Linked DNA regions of Mus musculus: regions 2 and 3 are each linked to region 1. A link is a contact called in public Micro-C and promoter capture Hi-C data. All regions are on one chromosome and are shown on one strand. The core of a region is the stretch at or near the end of the contact, and the rest is flanking DNA. Distances in the headings are between cores, read along the strand shown. Region 1 overlaps Camsap3 (calmodulin regulated spectrin-associated protein family, member 3). Region 2 holds the start of Elavl1 (ELAV (embryonic lethal, abnormal vision)-like 1 (Hu antigen R)). Region 3 holds the start of Ctxn1 (cortexin 1).

What was found. Promoter capture Hi-C pulls out the DNA fragments that hold promoters and counts their contacts. Hi-C and Micro-C count contacts between places; a contact is called where the count stands out from the background.
Region 2: a promoter capture Hi-C map of embryonic stem cells shows a contact between it and region 1. The contact joins the promoter of Elavl1 here to the enhancer-like site in region 1. A contact is called at or near these places in 3 of 39 promoter capture datasets (embryonic stem cells, hippocampal neurons and liver), 2 of 484 Hi-C or Micro-C datasets (embryonic stem cells and erythroblasts) and 4 of 115 datasets of contacts at active chromatin or transcription factors (bone marrow-derived macrophages, embryonic stem cells, large pre-B cells and 1 more).
Region 3: a contact with region 1 is called in a Micro-C map of embryonic stem cells, with 2.1 times the contacts expected there. The contact joins the promoter of Ctxn1 here to the enhancer-like site in region 1. A contact is called at or near these places in 6 of 39 promoter capture datasets (the 3T3-L1 cell line, cranial neural crest, embryonic stem cells and 2 more), 5 of 484 Hi-C or Micro-C datasets (B cells, cardiomyocytes, embryonic stem cells and 1 more), 9 of 115 datasets of contacts at active chromatin or transcription factors (embryonic forebrain, embryonic hindbrain, embryonic stem cells and 2 more) and 3 of 9 other capture datasets (adipose tissue, embryonic stem cells and pancreatic islet).

Annotation. Positions count from the first base shown.
Region 1 is chr8:3,604,311-3,609,268 of GRCm38.p6, forward strand. It overlaps Camsap3 (calmodulin regulated spectrin-associated protein family, member 3), which reads left to right. Exons shown (of 17, transcript NM_027171.3): 11 at 1-766; 12 at 1,957-2,096; 13 at 2,194-2,510; 14 at 3,481-3,580; 15 at 3,879-3,991; 16 at 4,084-4,202; 17 at 4,288-4,765. The coding sequence ends at 4,593. Among named protein-coding and RNA genes, the nearest start is that of Xab2, 15 kb to the right of the region's middle. Within about 2 kb of position 2,466, at least 25 of the 459 cell types and tissues checked have an H3K27ac peak or open chromatin away from gene starts, as enhancers often do. A contact at or near this core is called in embryonic stem cells, where this site is marked.
Region 2 is chr8:4,323,014-4,327,971 of GRCm38.p6, forward strand. It overlaps Elavl1 (ELAV (embryonic lethal, abnormal vision)-like 1 (Hu antigen R)), which reads right to left and starts at 2,087. Exons shown (of 6, transcript NM_010485.3): 1 at 1,873-2,087. It overlaps LOC108167518 (a long non-coding RNA gene), which reads left to right and starts at 4,887. Exons shown (of 2, transcript XR_001778498.2): 1 at 4,887-4,958. It also overlaps a transcript of Ccl25 not described here.
Region 3 is chr8:4,256,818-4,261,775 of GRCm38.p6, forward strand. Ctxn1 (cortexin 1) reads right to left here and starts at 2,457. Exons shown (of 2, transcript NM_183315.2): 1 at 2,234-2,457; 2 at 829-1,830. The coding sequence starts at 1,812. The coding sequence ends at 1,564. Timm44 (translocase of inner mitochondrial membrane 44) reads right to left here. Exons shown (of 13, transcript NM_011592.2): 12 at 3,695-3,805; 13 at 2,914-3,438. The coding sequence ends at 3,319.

The sequences.
Region 1 (4,958 bases), core at 1,216-3,715:
GGGCAAGAGCGCTTTCCTGCAGGTGCAGCCTCGGGAGGCTGCAGGGGAGGCCGAGGAGGAAGCTGAGCTGGGCTCAGTTCCTGGTGGGGAACGGCCAGCAGGTGAGGGCCAGGGTGAGCCGTCCTTACGGCACAAGTCAGTTACCTTCTCTCCAGACCTGGGCCCAGTGCCCCCAGAGGGACTTGGGGATTACAATAGAGCAGTCAGTAAGCTGAGTGCCGCTCTGAGCTCTCTGCAGCGGGACATGCAGAGGCTCACAGACCAGCAACAGCGGCTTCTAGCCCCTCCAGAAGCTCCTGGACCTGCCCCACCACCTGCAGCCTGGGTCATTCCTGGACCCGCCACTGGGCCTAAAGCAGCATCCCCCAGCCCTGCCCGTCGTGCCCCAGCTGCCCGACGCAGCCCTGGGCCAGGCCCCAGCCCAACACCCCGTAGTCCAAAACATGCAAGGCCGGCAGAGCTGAAGCTTGCACCTTTGACAAGGGTACTCACACCACCCCATGATGTAGACAGCCTCCCTCACCTACGCAAGTTTTCACCCAGCCAGGTGCCTGTACAGACTCGCTCCTCTATCCTCCTGTCGGAGGGGACACCTCCCGAGGAGCCCACCACCAAGCCTGCCCTCATTGAGATCCCTCTAGCCAGCCTGGGGGAGCCTGCTGCTGATGAGGAAGGAGATGGGAGCCCCCCTGGGGCTGAGGATTCCTTAGAGGAAGAGGCATCTTCTGAGGGAGAGCCCCGATCAGGGCTTGGATTCTTTTATAAGGTGAGTCACCTTGGCGGGTCAGAGGGAAAAGGTGAGCCAGTAGGTAGATGTATGAATGGATGGGTAATGGGGATGCCCCTAGGGGGTAGTAAGGGAGCTGGGAAGTGGTGGATATTCAGGGATAGAGCTTTACTGTTGAGTGGGTAAATTGACATGTATTGCCTGATGGATGGATGGATGGATGGATGGATGGATGGATGGATGGATAGCTGGCTGACTAGGGAGTGGCTGGCTTGCTGGCTTTCTTGGATGGATGGATGGATGGATGGATGGATGGATGGATGGATGGATGGGTTGGAAGGGTAGTTAGATGGGTGGATAAGTTAAATGGGTGAGTGAGTGGTAGGTATGTGATTAGTTTGGCTAGGTGGATGGAAAGGTAGGTGGACAGGCTGGATGAGTGATGGTAGGTTGAAAGGAAGGTGGATAGGTGGTTGGTTAGATGGATGGAAGGTGGTTTGATAGGTGGATAGAGGGAAGGTTAATTGGTAGATGGACAAGTAGTAGTTGGGCATATGGATGGGTGAGTGGGTGATAGACAGGATGGACAGGTGTGGGTGGGTGGATAAGCAGGGCTAGGGTGATCCTCTTTCCTGATGTATCCTGTTTGGTAATCCTCCATCTTCATGCCACTTACGGCCTGGGCCCCTGTGCATACTGTTGTAACTGAGCAGCGCACACTCTGCTCCAGTTGGTCATTACTGCTGCAAACCCACTTTGTTTGTTTTTCCTGAGCAGTGGAGATTTTGACTGCTCTTCTTTGCCCTGAGGACAAAATGCCCGTCCACTGCCTTGGGCCCTGCTCCCTTGTGACTTTAACCTGGATCATTGTCCCCAACTCAGTGTCTCGGCTACATGGGTTTGTTCTGGCCTCAAGGCCTTTGAACTTTCTAACCCCTCTGCCTGGAGAGTGCCCCTAGGCTGGGAGTACTTCTAAGAAGACCCCAGAATAGGATAGCCTGCAGTGCAGCTTGGCACACTTCAAGCATCTTCATAGCATTGAAGGTCTGTGTGTCACTTGCTAGCCTTCCCCCTTTGTGCATTGTGTACACAGCTCCCAGGGCTGCTCATAAAGTAGTCACTAACTAAGTACTCCGAGGATTTTAGAAAGGTCAGGAGAGCTTGGCTAATGCTAAAAGTCAGACTCCAGTTGGCAGAGTGGCTAGTTAAACTCCTATGACATCCTCCAGGACGAAGACAAGCCTGAGGATGAGATGGCTCAGAAGCGAGCTAGCCTGCTGGAGCGTCAGCAGAGGCGGGTAGAGGAAGCCCGGCGGCGCAAACAGTGGCAGGAGGCAGAGAAGGAGCAGAAACGGGAGGAGGCCGCCAGGTGAGGCTAGAACTGGAATGAGGGGCCTGGCCTTTGGTATTGCTGCCCCAGTGCTCCCATATTCTATCCTGCTTGCTACCTTCTGTCTAATCTGCAGGCTGGCTCAGGAGGCTCCAGGCTTGGCCTTTACAACTCCTGTTGTAGCCTCTGCGGCTCCAGTGGCCACCTTGGCTCCTACTACCAGAGCCATGGCCCCAGCTGAGGAGGAGGTGGGCCCCCGGCGGGGGGACTTCACAAGACTTGAGTATGAACGCCGGGCACAACTGAAACTGATGGATGACCTTGATAAGGTGCTACGGCCCCGGGCCTCAGGGACCGGGGGACCAGGGCGGGGCGGGCGCAGGGCCACCCGGCCACGCTCTGGTTGCTGTGATGACTCGGCCTTGGCACGAAGCCCAGCCCGCGGCCTGCTGGGTGAGGACCCTGTTGGAGGGGCCCTATGATTGTGGAGAGAGGGAGTGTCTGGTGGCATGCAGTGATGGGGCAGGAATTTGGAGTGGGCATGAGTTCCAGTGTGGTGAGGGTAACTTCCTTCCTTGGCTGGATAGTGAGGAACTCTCTTGGATATTTGAGGATGCTACTAAACAGTGCTCCCTTCCCTGTAGGTATGTGGACAAGAATGCCAAACTCAGGGCTGGGTTTGTCTGGAATGGATGAGGCCCTGGGTTAAATCCCAGAGCTGTATAAGAAAAATTGCCATATTAAGGTAGACAGGTTGGCACATGCCTGTCATTGCGATACTCAGGAGTCTGAAGCAGGAGGATTTTGAGTTTGGTCCTAAACTGGCTGTTGAGCAGCTTCTCTGCCCATTTAGGCTACACCTTGAGGTCCTGCACCAAACACTGAAACTAAGGACACATAAACACACACACACACACACACACACACACACACACGAATAAGTTCAGAGTGGTGGTGGTGGCTCTTGGTAGAGTACTTGCCTACCCTAGCGTACACGAAACTTCAGGTTCCATCCCCAGTTTTAACCAGGAATGGCAGTTATAGGCCTATAACTCCAGCACTGAGAAAGTAGAGACTGGAGACTTGGTCATCCTCAACAAATAGGAAGTTTGAGGCCAGCCTGGGCTATAGAAGACCCATCTTTAAAAAGTAAAAGCCAGACTGGAGAAACGACTCAGTGGTTAAGAGCACCTATTGCTCTTCCAGAGGTCCCGAGTTCAGTTCTTAGCAACCACATGTGACCGACTCACAACCATCTGTAATTGAGTCCAGTGCCCCCCTCTGCTGTCATAAGACAGATACTCGTATAAATAAACAAAACTTAGCAGGCAATCACGAAAGGCTGAGAGGGTCTCGGGAATGCCCATGGGCGTTAATGGAGGTAAAGGCCTTAGGGATAACTGACTGGTACTGTCTATCCTAGGTTCACGGCTCAGCAAGGTCTATTCCCAGTCCACGCTGTCCCTATCTACGGTGGCCAACGAGGCTCCCAATAACCTTGGTGTGAAGAGGCCCACCTCTCGGTGAGTCTATCTGGAACCTAGAGCAAGATATGGCGGGACCGCTGGGATGTGTAGATGGAAGGAAGTACAGGAACACAGATGGGATTTGGGGGAAACTGACTCAAGTCTGGAGGATGTGCCCACATGCAATGTAGGAGGTTGAGCATATGGAGCAGCTGTCTATGGACTTGTGGCAGCATGCAATATACATGCCCCTCTCCTCTGCAGTGCACTGGGCTTGCCTCGTCCCTAATCCTGTTGTACCCTGGGAGGCTTCACACACTACTGACCCCAGCTTCACCCCTCCCCTCCCCTGCAGGGCCCCTTCTCCATCAGGCCTCATGTCTCCAAGCCGCCTGCCTGGCAGTCGAGAACGTGACTGGGAGAATGGAAGCAATGCATCCTCCCCAGCATCAGTGCCTGAGTACACAGGTAAGTGAGACCGGGTAATGTTAGAAGCTACGCGTTCTCTACCTGCCTTTCCCCAACCCACGCCCAGTCTCTGCTGACTGACTGCCCTCCAGGTCCCCGGCTATACAAGGAACCCAGCGCCAAGTCTAACAAGTTTATCATCCACAATGCCTTGTCACACTGCTGCCTGGCAGGCAAGGTGAATGAGCCCCAGAAGAACAGAATTCTAGAGGTGAGTCCCACAGCTGTCTGGGTGGGTAAGACTAGCGGGTAGAGCAGTAGTCCAGCCTGACCAGCTTCTTGCCACCATCCCTCAGGAAATCGAGAAAAGCAAGGCCAACCACTTCCTGATTCTCTTTCGGGACTCAAGCTGCCAGTTCCGGGCCCTCTACACTCTGTCTGGGGAGACAGAGGAGCTATCGAGGCTGGCAGGCTATGGGCCTCGGACCGTCACTCCTGCCATGGTCGAAGGCATCTATAAGTACAACTCGGATCGCAAACGGTTCACCCAGATCCCTGCTAAAACCATGTCTATGAGTGTAGACGCCTTCACTATCCAGGGACACCTTTGGCAAAGCAAGAAGCCCACCACGCCCAAGAAGGGTGGCGGTACCCCCAAATAGTGCCCACCTTGGGCAGTGCACTCCTGGGTCCTGTCTGGTCATGCTGTGGGGGGCTGAGCTGGGAGCTTCAGTGACTCAGGGCTCAGCTCAGTCCCCTTGTCTGTCCTCCACTTTCTTGAATAAAATAACTGAAAAGAGAAGCTGAGACACGGTGTCTCCTCCCTAAGCCTGACCAAGTTTACGTCTCGTGTTTTCACAAGCCCTACCTTGTCGTCTTTGCCCTTTTGCTGGCCCTGTGGCAGCTCCTGCCAACATCTGTGGTGACCTTCCTGTTGACACTCCCTCCTCTAGATGTTCTCAGCCACCTCTGATCTGACCTGGCAAGAGATTCCAGACCAGCTCTCCTCTCCTGGGCCTCCTCCACC
Region 2 (4,958 bases), core at 837-3,336, 720 kb after region 1:
TGGTGTGCAAAGGACGGAGAGAAGCGGTGTGAGAAGCCACTGCGTAAGCACAGGAATGGGTATGTTCTTCAGTCTCTCCCTTTCTACTGCTGCCCAGGGACCTATCCCTGAACACAGCCAAACTGAAGTTGTTTCCCTCAAACCAGCACTTCAACAGAAACATTTCCTATTTCTCTCAGCTTCTTCACACTCCTTGAAGTCACAGCATTAAGAAAATATTTTTAGATTTATGTGTGTTTTGTTTGTATGGGAACCACATGTATGCTTGATGTTCTGCAAAGTCAGAAGAGGGAATGGGATCCTTTGGAACTGGAGTTATGGATGGCTGTGAGCCATCATGTAGGTGCGAGGAACTGAACACAGGTCCTCTGCAAGAGTAACAAGTGCTCCTGTTCACTGAGCCGCCTCTCCAGCCTCACACCATTTTCAAAACCAGACCTCAACAGTTTTGCATACACCAGTATTCAATATGTTGGCGGTATCTAGGACTTGCTTTCAAACCCTGCATTGGCCACTACAGTGCAAGAGATTATCCTGTTTCACTTTCTTCTCTAAAATGGATACTGTAACATCTACCTTAGGGGCTGGGGACATGCCCGTGAAGTATGAACACATGGTCCATTGTTGAAAGATTCTGGTGATTATTTTAACTGCATATTCCATGTGTACTGGGGGTTTCCTCACATCTTTACATCTGCACAATACTTTCCCCATGCTATTTCACAGGCATTTCAATACGGCTTATTCAAGATCTTAGGTGCTTCACCCAGATCATCGGATAGGGCTGGAAGAACTTTTCCAGGAAGACTGCTTAAAGATTTCTCACCTCTCTGTGTATGTGTTTTGGTGGAGGGAAAAAAACGAGAGAAAGAACCCTAGCAACGCCTCAATGTGTTTTTGGTACTCACAACTGGAAGAAGTAGGAGGCAGAGATGCTAATACTCAGTAGGCAGAAGAAGCCAGGCATGCTATCCAACTTTCTGCAATGCATAGGGCAGCCAGGCCCTCCCAACCAACCATTATCTGACTCTAACTGCCTGTAACAAGGAGGTTAAGAAAGCTTTAACATCCGATCTTGCCTCTTCTAGAGCTCTGGCCAGCGGTGTCCCACATGGACACTTCCGATAATGGAAGCTCTGTCTAGTGCAAAAAAGTTCTCCACCTGCTCTCCACATAGTAGGCGTCAAACCCATTTTGGCATGCTTTAGCAGCAGAAGACAAGAGAAAGGGAAGATCCATCATCACTACCCATTGTTCAACAGCGTGCAATTGCCTTTTTAATATTTACACGTTATTTTACAAATGAAAACGTCCCTAAAACAGCTTTGTTAGAGATGGCGATCAAAGAAAAAATTTCCCCTTTCTCTTCTAGACTTCTACACACAGACGAAAGGTTTGCACACTTCTAAAAGGACCTCATGATTCGTCGCGGTGTGTCCAGAAAATCGTCCACAAAAGAAATCTATGGGATTTCCCGAGGGAGCAAGTCTGTGGGCCATGACCTCTGGCGCCCAAGGTCCTCGCTCCACTCTTCCACCCCCGGATCACCGGGCCTCCGAGATCAACTATCCGGGGCCCCCCAAGCCTCGGAGCCCGGCCCCCCAAAGCGCGTGCCCACGCTGTGTCCTTCTCCCGCCTCTCTCGCGGGAGCCCAGAGGAATCTGGCCCGGCGGAGGCTTGTCGCCAACCTGAATCAAACAGAGTCGGTTCCCATTCGCCCAGCCGCGGCCCACACGCGCGTCTCCATACCCAGGCCTACCGCGGCCTGGGGCCTTCGGCCGGTGCAGGCCCGGCGGACGCCCGTGGGGCTAGGCGAGCTCAGGCCCTAGCGCGGCCTACTCTTTCGGAAGTCGCCGAAGCCTCCGGCCTCACCTGAACACGGGCGGGAAGGCCCGGGACTCTGCTCCGGGGCGGGCGGCGCGGCGATAACGGCTCCGCACGGCCTCGGCAGCGGTGGCGGCGGCGGCGGCGGCGGCAGAGCGGTAGCGGTAGCGGTAGCGGCGACGGCGACGGCGACGGCGACGGCGACGGCGACGGCTGCGGCTCCTCCTCAGCGCGCACGACCCGCTCCCCGGCCCCGCGGCCCAGACACGCCCCCTGCTCAGCGCGCTCTGCTATTGGTCAGTGTCTTTGAAGAAGCGACGCTCATTGGTTGGCATGGCTGTCGCGGTACGCGGGTGCGCGCGGCGTAGGCGGGACTTCCTGTCGGCGTCGTCCGCGGTGGACCAAGGCGCCCAGTGGAGTCGCGAAGTGGCTGGCGATGGCCGCGGAGAGGGTGAGTTGGAGCCTGGCCCGCAGTGGACGCCGTCTGGACGTCGAGGCCAAAGAGTGGCGCTCTTTATAGAACGCACGTCGTGTGATCCTCACAATGCGGGCTGTGCAGCCGCTTACGTCCAGAGAAAGCAAGTTGGTCATCGGGAGCCCTCGCTAGGAGGACAGGATCCCCGATTCGAATCCCGGCCCGGACATTTCCGGTCTGCCTGCAGTTGAGCACCGGCTGACGTCACTGAGCCGGGCCTCAGTTTTGTTATCTGGTGAAGCGGGTTAAAGGATGTGGTCAGCATGGTCAGCCTCTGGGAATCTAAAGTTAAAATTTCTTGGTTTTAAGATTTTTCTTAGTGTGTATGCATGGGTGTTCAGCCTGCATGTATGTTAACCCTGTGCACCATATGCGTGTAGTGCAGATGGGAGTCAGAGAGAAGGTCGGATCCTCCGGGGGACTATTGTTAACTGCGTTTGGGAGCCGACTACTGAACCCATGTCTTCTGTAAAAGCAGCCAGTGATCTTAATTGCTGAGCCATCTTTCCAGCCCCACTTCCTTCGAAATTTAAAATGCCTACTATGTGCCAGGCAGTCGGGCAGTGACCAGAAAAACAACTGCCTGTGCCTTTTGGAGGCTGCTGTTCTGGACTAGTGCTATCAGAAACGTATATGCCACCCTGTTTGATTGAAAACTTCTCTATTGTCTCTACCTCTGTCCACCGTTTTTTAGCGTGTTTGTTTTCTTTTAGTCGGGATCTTCCTAAGTAGTCCTGGCTTGGAACTTATAAATCACGCTGACCATTGCCTCATAGAGATCTGCCTGCCTCTGTTTCCTGATTGCTGGGGTTTAGGGTGATGTTTCATATGATCCAGGTTGGCCTTAAACTTTCTGTGTAACGAAGGATGTCAGTGAAATGATCCTTTTGCTTTCATCTCCCAAGTTCTAGGATTACAGGCCTGCAACACAGCCGCTGCGTGTAGGTAACCTTTTAAAAGTAGTTCTACAGGATTTGAAAAAAAGTTATATTCAAAATTTTTATATTATGTATGTATTTGTTTGTATGTATGTACGTGTTTTTAAAGGATGGTGTTTGTGTATATGTGTATAATATGTATATATTATAATATGCATGTGTTTGTGTGACCATCTATGTGAGAGTCAAAGGGTTACTTGGAGGCGTCAGTTCTTCCGTCATAAGAGATATGGGGGTTGAACTCAGGTTTACACTCAGCAACCAATGTCTGTTCAGCTGAGTCATCTTTATAGCCTGCGATGTCCTTTGTAAAAAAAAAAATATTTATTCACTTAACATCCCAATTGCTGCCCCCACTCCTGGTCCCCTTCTCCTTCTCCTCTGAGAGGGTGGAGCCCCTCACCTTGGCATATCAAGTCTCTACAGGGAGAGGCACAACTTCTCTCTAAGGCAGACAAGGCAGCCCCGTTAGGGGAGCATATTCCGCTTGGGACATCCTTCATCAGCTCTGTACAGTAAAACTTTAAAGAAGCCACAAAATTGTCAGCTATATGGCAACTTAAATTTTAAAATTATTAACTTATGGGCCAAGGGCGTAGCTTAGTGGTAAAGTACTTTCCTAGCACATCCAAGGAGGTTCACAAAAGAAGAGGAAAGGGAAAAGAAGGACATGGATATAGTTTGGTGGTTGAGTGTCTTCATGACATACACAAAGAGATAAAGTAGAAGGGTCAAAAGTTCATAGACAGGATGGAAAGATGGCTCAGCATTTATGATTAGTGTTACAGAGAACCATGATTCAATTCCCATCAACCCATCTATTGACTCACAACTAACTTTAATTGCAGTACCAAGGGATATAACACCCTCTTCTGTCCTCCAGGGGCACTGCACTCATGTATACAAAGCCACACTCAGACATACATATACATATGTGACTCACAAATAAAAATACAATCTTCCCTTTAAAAAGAAGTTCATTCTTGACTATGTAGCAAATTCAAGACCAGCCTCAGCTACATGTGACCCTTTTTTTTTAAAGTAAGTTATTAGTTGAAAAGGTAAAAATAACAGGTCTGCAAGATGGTTGAGCAGGATGAGGCACCACCTGACTGCCATCTCCAGGACCCTCATGCTAGAAAGAGAGAACTGACTCCTGCAAGTTGCCCTGCCTTGTTTAGCCTCTTTAGTAGAAGATGTGGCCCTTACTTTCATATCCACACATTGGCACACACACTGTTTGTTTGTTTATTTTGTGTGAAACCCAGATATTTTTAGTAGCTTTACTTAACCATATTTCAACATATGATCAAAGTTAAAAGTTATGAGATCTTTTGCCAGGAGGTGGTGGTGCAGGCCTCTAATCTCAGCACCCAGGAGGTAGAGGCAGGTTTGAGGTCAGCCTGGTCAACAGAGCAAGGCTATCCAGAGAAACCCTATATGAAACAAAAAGTTATGAGATCTTTTATATTTTGTGTTTTTCCTCTATTTGTTTTTGAAATCTAGTGCACATTTGCATATCAAGTTGGACCTGTTGCATTTCATGGATTCAGCAGTCCTACGTTGCCACTGGACCATGAGGAGGCAGAAGGAAAATCAAGTGGGTTCCATCTGCAGTGGTTTTTAAAAGGGCAAGAAGAAAAGTAAGCTGGGGAAAGGGTATATGGAAGGAAGGGATTGTAGTTCAGAGGGTAAGCCAGGAAGGTGGGCTCTAAAGATGG
Region 3 (4,958 bases), core at 1,207-3,706, 650 kb after region 1:
TGAGGGAGGCAGACCTGGAGGAGCTTTAGGATAGTGTGGACTACAGAGCTGCAGGGAGTGGCTGCGGTTATGGTTGAACCCCAAGACCACTTACCCCTTTATGCTGTAGTTCTTTCCACAGAAGCTCCACCTGCTCTGTGGGTATGGAGTACTGCACAGGCCCGGGGAGCTAGGTCTCTTTGGGGAAACAGATGCCCTCCCACCATAGCACCCTCCCCCAAGCCTAACAAGTTGAGAGTAAAATTTCTGTTCTCTGAGCTGTGCCTTCGCATGGCTTTCCTTTTATAGAAAAGCTCAATTCTCCCCACACACGTTGCACACGGCTCCCTGAGGATCTCAACACATCTCCCAGGCAGATTGTGGAGCCAAGCCAGCCCACTCCCTAGTCACAGCCTCACAAAGCCAAACCCACAGCTTCTAAGACACACTGGATGGGGACAAGAGGGACCAGGCTCAGGAGTTTGGGGGTTATAGGTATGGTTTTAGAAAATAACCTCTAGGCTAACTCCCCATAGTCCCCCCCCCCCCCGTGTGGGGTTGTCTCAACTATACCATGGGGGAGGGGCTGGAGGTGGTTACTAGCCCCCCACCTCCAAAGCTACTGAAGGGTTGTGTATGAAATTGGGTGTTTGCAGGATTAGGCAGCAGTCAAAGGCAAGAGCAGATGTGGGTTTTGATTCCAGATCAATGGCTTGGGGGCAAGTTATTTTAGCGGCTTGGACTTCCAGTCGTCCCCTGGCTTGTAGAATGGGGGATCCTAACAGGAGCTTGGCTTGTTGGCTGTTTGTCACAAACCCTCAGAAGCAAACAGGCTAAGAACAGGACTGGTTAACTCAGCAATCTGCTTCACATGCAGTAAGCACTCAATAATAGCTTTTATTATAATTGCCACGGTTCAGAGGCGGGGAGGTGTGAAAGGCAAGGGAAGGGCATGGGGACAAGGGGGACATGGGAGAGGTGGGACAAAGGAAAGGCACTCTAACCTGTGCTGGGGCCGAGTCTGGGAAGGGGATGAGCCTGCTTGTACTCCCGCACATAAAGTGCCAGATATTATCAACACAAGCAGCAGCCATGGTGGGGTTTCTGGGTCTGTCTCTGAGGCAAACTGTACCGTGCATTATAGGTAGGCAGCGTCCAATGTGAGTCGAAGAAAGCCTGCCTGCCAGGGCCAGGACTCAAGGAGTGCACTGAAATTGAGGATGACCATAACAAAGAAATAAGAGATAAGAGGTGTCCGCATTTCCAGGAAAGAATGTAGCATGCCTGGTAGTTGGGGAAAGCTGAGGTTGGTGCGGGGTCCTTCACTCACCAGGGACTCAGTGTTGAGGGATCAGCAATGAGGATAAGTATGTAGAGAGAAGGGGACAGGGTAGATAAAGGCACCAGGTGGGGTTCTGGCCTGGCCAGGAAGGAAGATGGGTAGCTAAGGTAGGTAAGGACTGGACTTCTCCGAACGCCCTCAACTTCGAGCTAGGGCATCTAGGCATAACCCTGAGCACAGTCCAGGCTGGTGGCACCCCTCCACGGGGATGACCCTAAGGACCTGCCCCGACTGGTTCCCCATCACACCAACGCATAGTCGAACTGCCCGCGTTCGAGCGCCTCCTTGTGGTCGGTCCAGGACGAGGCGGGCATGCGGCTGTAGGGGTCTAGCAGTATGCGCACACAGCGCACCATCAACAGAACCAACACCACGAGCAGGCAGAGCACGAAGGCGAACACCGTGCGTTGCTCGACGTCCAGGCCCGCGCCCACCGGGGGCCCCGTCGACGGCGGCAGCGGCTCCGGTGATAGTGTCCACGCCGAACTCATAGCTCACATCGCCGCGCTCTGAGGAGAGAGGGGTACCCACCCCGGGGTCCGCGGGGATGAGGCTATGCCCTTCCTGCACCTCCATCCACCCCTTCTGGAGTAGCCCCTTTGCTGTATCCCACAGCATCATCTCTGTCCGTGTTGTCGTCTCCGGGCTACGCCCATGCCCCGCCTGTGCGCTCCGCCGCCACAGCCACGCGGGGACTCAACTCCAGCGGTGCGCGCAGGTGGGGTCGCTGAGAGCCGGGACAGGTCAGCTTAGATCTGCCCAGCCCGCGCACAACAGGTGCGATCGCGCTGGGACAGAGACCAGAGCTGCACTGTTTGAACTGGTCCCCGCCCCGCTCCCTTTGTTCTCCAAGGCCCAAGACCCCCCTCCCCCACCGTAGCCGACTCCCGGGCTACAACGCGCCCCCCTCACCCTTGGTCCTAGACGGGGACCGGCCGCCCTGCAGCCCCTCTCTCTCTCTCTTTCTCGGAACTCGTGCGCTGCTTTGCTCTGGTCTTCCCGGGTGGCAGTGGTAGCGGCGGAGGCTGTGGCAGCCCCGGCTCAGCCCACCCCACCCGCCCCTGGAGCGGTGGAGACCGAGGGAGGAAGGAGAGCCGCGCGCCAGCCCAGCCGCCGCGGCTGTTCCCATGGCGACGAGGGCGGGGCTGCGAGGGGGTGGTGGCTGTGTTAGGAGCGGTGCCTGGGCTTGTGACCCCGCCCCGGCCTGCCTATCGGAAGGCTGAACCTTCCCACCGCTGTGCCAGCCCAGACAGCCTCAGCTTCCAGCTCCTAGAGCACCCAGGACCTCGCCAGGACATGGGCATTTACGCCTCTCCCACGGAAGCCTCTCCTAACCTCGGTGTCTGTATCCGTATTCTTCCCGGGCAACCCCTTACCCCAGTCTCTGTTAGTTAAGCCCCGAAGCCTTAGGGAACCCCGAATTCAACTGAGACCCCAGACAGCTGGGATGCTTATTCTTCCCACAAAAGGGCAGGGTGTTGGCCCGAGAAAGCAGCACTCTCTCTGGCTACAATCCTTCACTGACCTAGGTCTCTGACAGGCCCTCAGTCCCAGCCTTCCCAGCAGAGAGGTACACTTCAAACCGTTCAAACTGCTCTTCTGCGCTTTGGTGTTTTATTAGGTCCAGATCTTAGGCTTATGTACAGGAAGTAAGAGCACTGATTTAAAAACAAAAACAAAACAAAACAAAAGGACCTAAAGTGGCTTGGAAGGCAATGCCAGTGGACTACTTAGAACAGCAGGCCAGGCCTCACCCGACAGGAGTCCTGGGCTGGGGCCTTCTGACACTGCCAGCAACCCCTGTGACGGACGCACTGGGAGACAGTCCCCATCCTGCTAGACACCCCAAGCTCTTCCCTTGTCCAGCTGGTTTCACAGCTGCCCTGAAGAACTTGGGGCAGAAGCTTGTTCACAGCTGTATCAGATGTGGCAAAGTGTCTCTGTGTGTCTGTCCCATGATGGTCTAGCCTCGAGCTGCCTAGACTCCATTGCTGCCCTCAGAGGATCTGCTCTGTGCTGGAGGCTGAGATGTCCAGAAGGCGCCAGGCAGCATAAGGGTTGAGCTCCTCCTGGTCTCTGCAGAGTGCCCACACGTACAGCATTCGCTGCACCTTGTCCTGTGAAGACCGGGCAGGGTGAGGGGTCAGGCTTGGTGGGTGTACAGAAAGAAGGGCTACTGAGGGGGACAGGGAAGGGGTTCCCGGGCTGCTGGCTCTGGTCAGTGGTCAGATGAAACGGTGCTCTGACTTCAAAAAGCTCTCAATTCGTACTTGTGGTGCTTCTGCCTGGCTCTGTGCTGGGGAGGCGTGCAATGCACAGGGCCCTGTATGTGAGAAGCACTCCCAAACCTCCATTCCCTTGATTACCACTCACCGGGTCACCATCATACACCTCGCCTTTGGAGTTCTTGATCACCATCACCACCTGGGCCTGAAAGGTAACGATCAGCACTGGGCCCTGCTCCATCATCTTGCCCATGGCCAGCTGCAGGAAACACACAAGTACAGGCCTCAGAACTGTACACCTCCACCCAATGCTCACAACCCTGGAGATGAAACGCCCCAAAGTTGCACTCTGTACTTGTCCTATAGTCTGACACTTTGCCGTGCTAAAGGTATGGTACCACCCTCCCCGACTTTAGAGGAGTGATTTTTTTCCAATGAGCTCCTTCTCATGGGCAACTCCAGGCCTTCAACTGTGGGATTTCTCTGTTCCCAGACTGGGTCCATGCAGGTTCATAAAACCAAGGGGTGAAGGAAGGCAGGAAGTTGGCTCCACTTTGCCTGCAGCTCCTACGAGGTAAGAAGTTCTGGTGACGGAAGCTGAACTGCCTGTTAGGGGCCCACGCTGCAGAGGCAGGGGCACCACTGCCAGTGGAGCTCAAGGGCTCAGCACCTGCCCAATAACACAGGATCCTGGATGCAGGATGAGCTGCGTCCTGATAAACACGCTTGAAAGTATCATGGAAAACTCATTAAAACACCAAATGAAATAAGCATCCTAGCCAAGTACAGGTAAGCAAAATTAGCTTCATTTTGTAATTAATAGGTAATGCAAAGCCTATTTTTATTTTGATACAGGGTCTCAGGTAACATAGGGTGGCCTTACTCACAATATAGTTATGAATGGCCTGAATCCCACTGCCTCAGCCTTCAAATGCTGGGATTATAGGCATGAGCTACCACACCCACTAACAAAGAGTATTTTACAATAAAGTCATTTAGCTCAGATTACCCTTAAACTCATGGGATCTTCCTGCCTCAACTTCCAGAGTGCTTGAATTCTAGGTGTGTCTCTCGATGCCTGGCTCACCGCATAGAATTTTGTTTTTATTTTTCATTTTTTGTATGAATAGCATGTGTGCTAATATGTGCACACAAACACAGACCAGCCCTCTCCTCAAAACCAACCAAACATCAACCAATCACTCAAGCCACATTGTTTGGCTGGAAATCACTTACACTTCAAGCGCAGAAATACGGAAAGCTTTGAGAGGCAGGTCAACAGTTTTGTTTGTTACCATCCTAGGAATTCAAGCCGGTGCCTTACAAATGCTAAGCCAGGACTCTTAGCACTGGCATATCCCCAGGCCTTGTCTTACTTTCTCTTTTGAAACTGTGTCACAAAGTTACCTAGA